2 separate regions of the Mus musculus genome follow, and region 2 is linked to region 1. A link is a contact called in public promoter capture Hi-C data. All regions are on one chromosome and are shown on one strand. The core of a region is the stretch at or near the end of the contact, and the rest is flanking DNA. Distances in the headings are between cores, read along the strand shown. Region 1 holds the start of 1700012D16Rik (RIKEN cDNA 1700012D16 gene). Region 2 holds the start of St6galnac3 (ST6 (alpha-N-acetyl-neuraminyl-2,3-beta-galactosyl-1,3)-N-acetylgalactosaminide alpha-2,6-sialyltransferase 3).

Region 1 (4,101 bases), core at 635-3,134:
GCAAAAGAAGTCTTAATCAAGATTCAGTTCAGCTTAATGTTTACACTCGAAATCCAATTCGTGAATTCATCTGCCACTTAAAAGCTAACCCCGAAAAATCATATAAAAATACAAACTGAGAGCTCGCAAGTCTACTGAGGCTGGAAATGTATGTTACAGGAAATTATACCATTAAAAGCAGCTTGAGACTTACAGGTCCTACACACATATTTATTTAATTAAATAAAAATCTAAATATCATGCCAGGAAGTGGTTTATACCCCCAGAGATTCACAAAGAAACAACAAGAAGGATGTTCGCCCCAAGGATTTCATACTCACACTAGTAAGACAGACATATAAACAGGGGTCTTCAATGTAGTCATGACTGACTGCAGTAAGAAGAGGTAGTGTGCCCGTGCCTGGAAGCACAGGCCTTGGAGCCTGACCAAGTTTTCAGGGTATGGAGAAGGAAGAGCTCTGGAAGGAGAAGAAGGAGTGTCGGAGGAGGGGCGGTGTGAATCCTGTAGTGTGTTCTGAGTTGCAGCATGAGTATTATAGAGACTTAGAACACCAAGCAGAGGAAGCTGAGAGGTCAGATTTGGAGATGTGGGGACTTGTGTTGGTGTCGGCATTCCCTGAAGCAGGGACTGTGGGTGGTAGATTAGGTAGTCAAGTATTTCTGCGATCCAGGCAAAGAGCTTCAACTTAGGCAGGAATAGATGAGTGGACTAAAGATGGATGACTTGAAGAGGACCTAAGAAAGGCCAACGTGCGGAATGATGGTATGAGGATGGGTGTCCCTCCAGTTTATAATGTACTAATTGAACAATGTGCATTGTAAAGTACACATAATATGCACAGGCATGCAGACAAAGAGTATGATTATTCTCATTGTGTTCATTTTAAAGTTCCTATATGACATGGAGTAGAAGTAGCCAACAATAAATGAAAGTAATACTATGAACTGCAAACAACAGGGCTGAGAAGGAAATTCTGACCTGTAAAGTAGAGACCCAGAAGTGATAGTTAAAACCCAGAGAGGAGAAACAAGATGGATCCAGGGACCCAGCTCTGGAGAGTACACAGAAAGGAGAGCCACAGGTGCATTCTGGGAGGAAGCGGTCAGAGACAGCATCACTTCACACAGGTCAGAGTAGCAGAGGCTCAGAACGGTGTCATGATCAAAACTGAAATGAAAAGTAGTGGGGTTCAGAACAAGGACCTATAGAGATTTAACCTCAAGGTTGAAGATCTATGACGTCCCACTTGTATAGATCCGCGTCTGCAGTGGTGTCTGTGTTCCGTCAGAAAGTGATTGCGGAGAGCGCGTGGGCAGAGTCCTTCCTAGTGGAGAACTTCAGGTGGGAGGGAAGAGCCCAGCAGATGGGACAGTGGCTTTAGGAAGTTCGGGTTCTAGAGTGGGCTGTTCACAGAGTAGAGATGTTTAAGAAAGGCTGGCAGCTGGGAAGGAGCCACCAATATGTCAATATAGAAATGCAGATGAAAGAGGGGGAAAAAAAACGACGCATCGTGCACCCAGAAGAACCACAGGATGGAAGCATGGGATCCAGAAGAAAGGATGGACCGAAGCAGGAGGGATTTAAAAAAATTATACCTATGGGGCTCAGAGGGTGATGAGAAGGAGGAATCAATAAACATGGAGAGGAGGGACAGAAAAGGTCGGTCCTGCCCTGTGACTTCAAGTCAGAGGCCGTCAGTACTGATCCATTCCTCCAACAGGGCTGCAAGATGACATAGGTGGATCCCATCGGGAGAGGCCCCTCCCCTCCCTCCCTCCCCTCCTGGGTTCCCCTTTATTTCCTCACACTGCCACATTGCTTCTCAGAGCCCCGCCCCAAGCACCTGGTCCTTTCTCTCACCTGCATGTCAAAGTTGTCGTTCAGAAGTGCTGGATATCCCGCTGCAATAGACTTCTCCTTAAAGCATCTCCCTGTTGTCTTCCTCCAAGCATGTTGTAAGTTTTTTCACATTCCACTGTGAATGTCTGTAGTAAGTTATTCTGCGATCGACTATGAATGCCTGTGGTCTGGCTAACTGCTCAGCTTTTCATGGGGACATGTGCCCTTTCCGAGGCCACTGAGGCTTTCAAACCTTCCCTCACCACACTCCGGCTGTCTTCCTCTACCCCGTAAACAGATGTCCTCAGCTCTAGCCACATAAGACTCTTCACGTTTGTAAAAAAATGAACCATATTTTTTGAAAGTCCTATGGCTAAATGAATTATCAGGCCACTAAACACCTCCCGGGGCAGGCACGAAGCTCAGCATCTCTACTGCCATCCAGGGTGGGGAGCAGCTGAATGCTTCTGTGGCAGGGCACAGTTCAGGACACACTGCCTTGGTGAATCTCATAGGGGTACATGGTTATGTGTTTTATCATAACAGAAATTTAGGGTGAAATTCCAAAACACTACTTTGTAATATCAGGCTTAAAGGCTATTTACTAATTCCTGCTACAAAAGCAGAAGTGAAGACATAGGCCATTTCCCCACTGTGCCCAAGTCTCCAAACGGACAGAAGGAACAATCCCTAGAGAATGACCTAGCCTTGTGCTTAGATACGGACGCCTTCATCCTGGAGCCGTCAACACACTCAGTGTTCTCACTGCCTTTGTTGCTGTGGTAAAGCACTAAGCAACCCAACTTGGGGGAGAAAAGGATTTACTTGGCTTTCATTTCCACATCACACACCAGGGCAGGAACTGAAGCACCAGCCGTGGAGGAAAGCTGGTTCTCAGCTTGCTTTCCATGGCTTGCTTAGCTGCATTTTTTTAGCACAACCCAGACCTACTGCCTGTAGTGGCAATGCCCACAGTGGGCTGGGCACTCCTCATTATCTAACAAGAAAGAAAATGTTCTACTTTCATGCCGGTCTAACGGAAGCAAGTCCTCAGTCAAGGTTCCTGCTTCTTGGGTGTCTTTAGTTTGTGTCAGATTGGCAAAAGCTAACAAACATGTCCAAGCTGGAAGGGCAAGCTGGAAGGATGGCTGGGCTCTCTGTTCTCTGTCAAGTGTGAATCTAGAACATATAACATTATGCTCTCAGAGACAAGCCAATGTTCTCCTACATTGTCACATCCAAGCTGTGAGCAGTGCCACAAGACTGATACCAGGTTCCAGTGTGACACAAGTGCTCAATATGCAGGCCCTGCTATGAAAAGATTACTTCCACTATTTACATCCTAATTTAGGGGATTACCTGTGGCAGGCAAAAGCTGGGGCTACTGTGTCTTCTAACATGAGTTGTACAAATATCAAACGCATCTCCCTTGTCTGGGACGGACACACACACACACACACACACTGCACACCATTTTTATCTAATGGTTGGTAGCTACTCTCAGTAGTCAATTGAAATGATCAGCTATTTCAAGTAATCATGTCCCTAAGAACCGAGTGTACTCAGACTCAGCGGTACGCACAGGAATGCAATTAATTCTTTCCTAATAATACCCACTTAGTAGATAGGCAGGTTAGACATGAGAGGCGTGGTGATAAGCTACCTCCTGTTTGCTTGCTCATTAGGGACAGCGGTCCTCGATATTAATGGAATGCCACAATCCAATTAAAGGGTTGCAGTTGCATGTGGCAGCCCTGAGAGGCACCGATGTCTGATGGGAAATGCCGCCATCTGGGCCTCGCCCCTACCCTCCTTTCCGCTGCTTCCATTGTGATGTCCCAGTCTTGCTTTCCGTGGGCACGTCTGGAATGCTGCCATTTTCCAAATGCCGATAATGTGACAATCAGCTTGCTGCTCGGGAGAACAACTCAGCCCCAGAAAAGTTGGTAATGATTTCAGAAGTTCTTTTGAGTTTTTAATCACAACACAGAGAGGAAATGCCCCATTTGTGTGTGATTGTGACAGAGATGAAAAGCGATTTCAGATCACCGGAGAACATTCGACAGCTGCGGAAGCCTCCAGTTAAGTGCCGGCTGCATTGTTTGGACACGAGTGCCTGTCTTGGACAGCCACTTACTCAGGGAAGGTCGGGATCCGAAACATCTGGAGCTCAGTAAATAATTTGATGTAATAACCTATGTGCTGCAATGCAAGGCTCTGCTGGGAACGTGCTCTGACGGGCTGGCCCAGCCCTTGCTTTT
Region 2 (4,101 bases), core at 769-3,268, 430 kb before region 1:
TCTCTTATTGCTGACAGGTCCTATAGAAACTTAAAGATTTTTCCCTTCAGCTAATCAGATTAATAAAAACTGACATGAATGAATGAATGAATGAATGAATGAATGGATGAATGAATGAATGAATGTGGGGTCTAGGAGATAACAAGTGTGCAAAGACACTTGTCCCAAGCCTGACAACCCAAGCTTGGGGACAACCTTCGGGGCCACTTGGTAGAAGTTGTTCACCTGGTGACATGAGTGTCCTGCTGCAAAGAAATAAACAAGTGTGCTGAGTTTTCCTGGCCTGCTGTCCCACTTAAGGTTACTCTTGCTATGATGGAACACCATGCCTGAAAGCAACTTGAGGAGAGGACAGGAACCTGGGGGCAGGGGCTGATGCAGATGCCTTGAAGGGGTGTTGCTTACTAGCTTGCTCCTCATGGCTTGCTAGGTCTGCTTTCTTATAGAACCCAGGACCACCAGCCCGGGGTGGTCCCACCCACAATGGGCTGGCCCTCCACATAAATCACTAAATAAGAACATGCCCTACAGGTTTTCCTACAGCCTACTTCTTCTGGAGTCATTTGCTTTTCAGTTGAGTCTCCCGTCTCTCCAGCGAGTCTAGTTTGTGTCAAGTTGACATGAAACTAGCCAGTACACCTGCTAAGACCATTTATTAAAGCTGCAGTTTGAAGTATGCGATCTTTACCAAACCATACTTATAAAATACATGTGCCTTGAAGGCAGAGGGAGGGGTGGGAGGAAGTGGCAACAGAGAAGAGTTTAGTCACCCTGGAGACAGACAGAGCTTGCCTGGGAACAGGCAGTTTGAATAGGACTCTAGTCTTTTCAGTATCTTCCCTGTGATTTCTCCTGTTGAATGTCCTGAGCAATTCCTGTCTGTTGGTGTGGGAGCCATCTCATGACCCTCGGTCACTCTCAGATCACATGCTTTCCCTGATGCTGTGCAGGCCAGCTAATCTGCGAGGGAGATGACTTTAAGGTAGATGTTTTGGGGAGTAATTTAAAGACTTGTGTGACTTCTAGACAGCAGGAATTTGTGTATCTACAGACCTTTCCTCTCTCTGGGCATAACCTCTTCTTGTAGAAATGATTGTTCTCTTAGCAGGTCTGGTTTGGGACACACAGAGTCCATTAAGGACCCAGAGAGGACCAGGTTCCAGTTTGCCCATGTCACCTCTTGGGTAAATCTGCACTGCTCTTTAACACAGGACAGTTCATGGTGGAGGTCAGGACCTTCCTAGATGTCCAGACTTAAGAGGAAAAGCTAATATGTAACTTGGTTGTTGAAATTTTAACTGAGTTCTCTAAATTCCAAGATAGTAGTAGTGAGTAGCAAAGTCCTGTGCATCATACTCTGTACATAGGTGTACACACATGAACATTATCTTTATACATTGTGTACATAAGCATTTTACGAACTTGCAACAGAATACAACAGTCACAGCTGCATATGTTTATGTGCCCATATGCTACACATGCTGTGCACAATGTCACATTGTGTGAAGATTGTGGCTTCTTTTTTGAAGACCAAGAGTGTTCAATCTTTCAGCATCTCTAGTTGTTTGTGTTTTCAGGTTGACAGACGATCAATCATAACAAGAGACGCACACCACAGAATTCTGCAGTGCCCAAGGGCTAGCCCTGGGCACTTCCAGCTGCTTTCGAAGAATCCTGTGATGGGCCCCATGCCTGCATCGGAATGGTGCCAAACAAAGCTAACTTTTTGGAAAGTGGCACATCTGTGGGTTCTCTGATGGGCGAGTGCAGCTGGAAGGGCCACCTTCTGTCCTCAGGTTAAGCAGATCTGGGTCTGCTGCAAGCCGGGCTTTACATACCTCCATCTGCAGAAGGGTTTGGAAAAAAAGGTGAAGTAGTAGCAGCGGTGGAGTAGCAAGCAGTTGCGGGCTGCACGGAGGGCACGTGACTAGGGGCGGGGCCTCGTGTGGCGCCAGCCAGTGGCGGGGCTCGGGGGTGGGGCCTGAGCGCGCAGCTCCCGCGGCCCGGCTCGCTCTGCGGGAATGTGGGCTGGAGTGGTCCAGCTGCGGGGCCGAGGTGCAGCGAGCCACAGGGTCGATCCATAGCGCCATGGCCTGCATCCTCAAGGTAACAGCTCGGCGGTGGGCCGCATGCGAGCTCCGCCTGCTGGGTGCGCCGAGGCGTGGAGCCCGCCGCGGTCCCGCCGCATCCTCAGCCCGCCCGTCTCTTCCTGGCGTCGGCTTCCTTTTTGTTCCTTTGGCCAAGGCATCTGGGTGGGAGACTATGTAATGTGCGTTGGGCACAGACTCCTTGCCTGCACTGCTGCCGGCTGGCTCCTGTCTGGAAGGAGCTGGGCAGGGAGCGCGCGGCGGCGTGCCGAATGATGGGTATAGCAGGCGGAGCAGAGGGTGCTCCGAGACTTGGGTCAGGGCAGCCCGCGGCCTGTGGGGGGCCATGGGCTGAAAAGGAGTGGCCCAGCATGGGTGAGGGGCACAGCGTTTGAGAGGAGGAGGAGAGGGTGCAGAGAGCCCGCAGCCTTTGCTCCCGGGAACACATAAACTTCTAGGTCTACAGGTAGCCCTGTAGGGATGAGTTTTCTGGGGAACTAGCTCCAGGTGCCGGGACTTAAGTTGGAAAAGTTCATTAGATGGACATAGGTAGAATGTTGGACTTCCTTAGGCTCACATGTGAACAGACAGTATCTACCCAGAGTCCAGCCCTATTTTGCTGAGTTCTTTCAAGCCTTGGTACATTCCATGTTCTTAGTGACTCCTTAGCCACAGGCTTGAAGGCTTTGCGTGGACCTACTTGGTGAGGACCTTTTCTGGGAAGACTTGTTTCCAACTCACCGAGAAAGTTCACTCCCTAGCCTGTTCTGGTTTTTCCTCGCTGTCCTTATTCAGTTGCCCAGTCTGACTCCGTGGATCCAAACTTGAGCAGCATGAAGGTTTCCCATCCCGGAGAGAAAACTAAGGTGTTCGGTTTCCAGCCCCGAGAAGGTGCTGTGTGACCAAGGGCCACACAGAACAGTCTTGTGTGTCGTAGCACTTAATATAGTCTTGGGCTGCTGTTGAAGTTGTACCAGTCATCCTTCCCTCTCATGAAGCGAGGCAGCAGACCCTTATTGTGACTTTCCTGAGCTTGCCGTTTGTTTTGGAACACTTTCCACGCCTTTTCTTTTCTTTTTTTTTCCCCAAGGGTGGCAAAGTTAGGAGGAAATAATCCATTGGTATCACAGAATGCAACTTGAACTCACAGGAACTGGAACTAGGTCACCACATCGTCTCTATTTATTTGTGTCATTTGCTAAAAGGAAATCAAGGCGCCTGCCATGTCCTGTTGTTGGTCATGTCTTCCTCTATTGGTTTTTCCCCTGTCATGCATCTTCTGTCTGTGTGAGTGTGCTTGCTCTGGAGTGGTGCTGCTGATTGGACTTTTACAAATGCCAAGGTCCTGTCTGGTCACAGGGCTATATCCCCAGATCCCTCGAGGCATCTCTAGTGCAGATCCAAGGGCACACATAGATCTCACCTGTCATCCCTCACACAGAGGAGCCCCTCCTTACTTGCCTTCAAACCCTAACCATGAATCAAGATGAATAAAGATTAAGCAAATTCATCAGAATTCTGGCTCCGCCTCCGGTCACCTGTGTGGCCTTGGACAAGTTACACGACTCTGAATACTAAGTTGTTCAACATAAGATCAAAATAGTCACACAAAGTCTGTCAGGTTGCTACGGAGATGGGGCAAGAAGGACTTAGGGATACAGGTGTGTAAAGCCACTGCTTTCCTGATGTTTAGTAATGATGAGTTAGTTACATCATTCTGAACCCCCAGTCTTTCCATAGGATATAACTTTGGCTCCCTCGTAAGCCCTGAAGGGCCACAGTGCTTGTTTGCAACTCCACTTTTAAGGGAAAGAGTCTTGAGTTTCCTAAACTCCAAGTTAAGGACAGAGTGAACCTGGATTCCAGCCCCCCATCTTAAGCTGTCTTCACACTTTAAAACTGTTTTAGGGGTGACTCCGAGAGTCCTTATACTATTCAATCTCTGCCACCTATAAGCAATGGGGTGCATTTAAAAATTTTTTTTCCTTTTACTCTTTTAGTGGTGACTTTGTGC

Evidence for each region. Promoter capture Hi-C pulls out the DNA fragments that hold promoters and counts their contacts.
Region 2: a promoter capture Hi-C map of embryonic stem cells shows a contact between it and region 1, with 2.3 times the contacts expected there. The contact joins the promoter of St6galnac3 here to the promoter of 1700012D16Rik in region 1. A contact is called at or near these places in 1 of 39 promoter capture datasets (embryonic stem cells) and 1 of 115 datasets of contacts at active chromatin or transcription factors (embryonic stem cells).

The regions. Positions count from the first base shown.
Region 1 is chr3:153,296,432-153,300,532 of GRCm38.p6, reverse strand. 1700012D16Rik (RIKEN cDNA 1700012D16 gene) reads left to right here and starts at 1,884. Exons shown (of 2, transcript NR_126464.1): 1 at 1,884-1,956; 2 at 3,526-4,031. All of the region lies in intron 3 of St6galnac3 (ST6 (alpha-N-acetyl-neuraminyl-2,3-beta-galactosyl-1,3)-N-acetylgalactosaminide alpha-2,6-sialyltransferase 3), which reads left to right.
Region 2 is chr3:153,723,050-153,727,150 of GRCm38.p6, reverse strand. It overlaps St6galnac3 (ST6 (alpha-N-acetyl-neuraminyl-2,3-beta-galactosyl-1,3)-N-acetylgalactosaminide alpha-2,6-sialyltransferase 3), which reads left to right and starts at 2,018. Exons shown (of 5, transcript NM_011372.2): 1 at 2,018-2,106. The coding sequence starts at 2,089.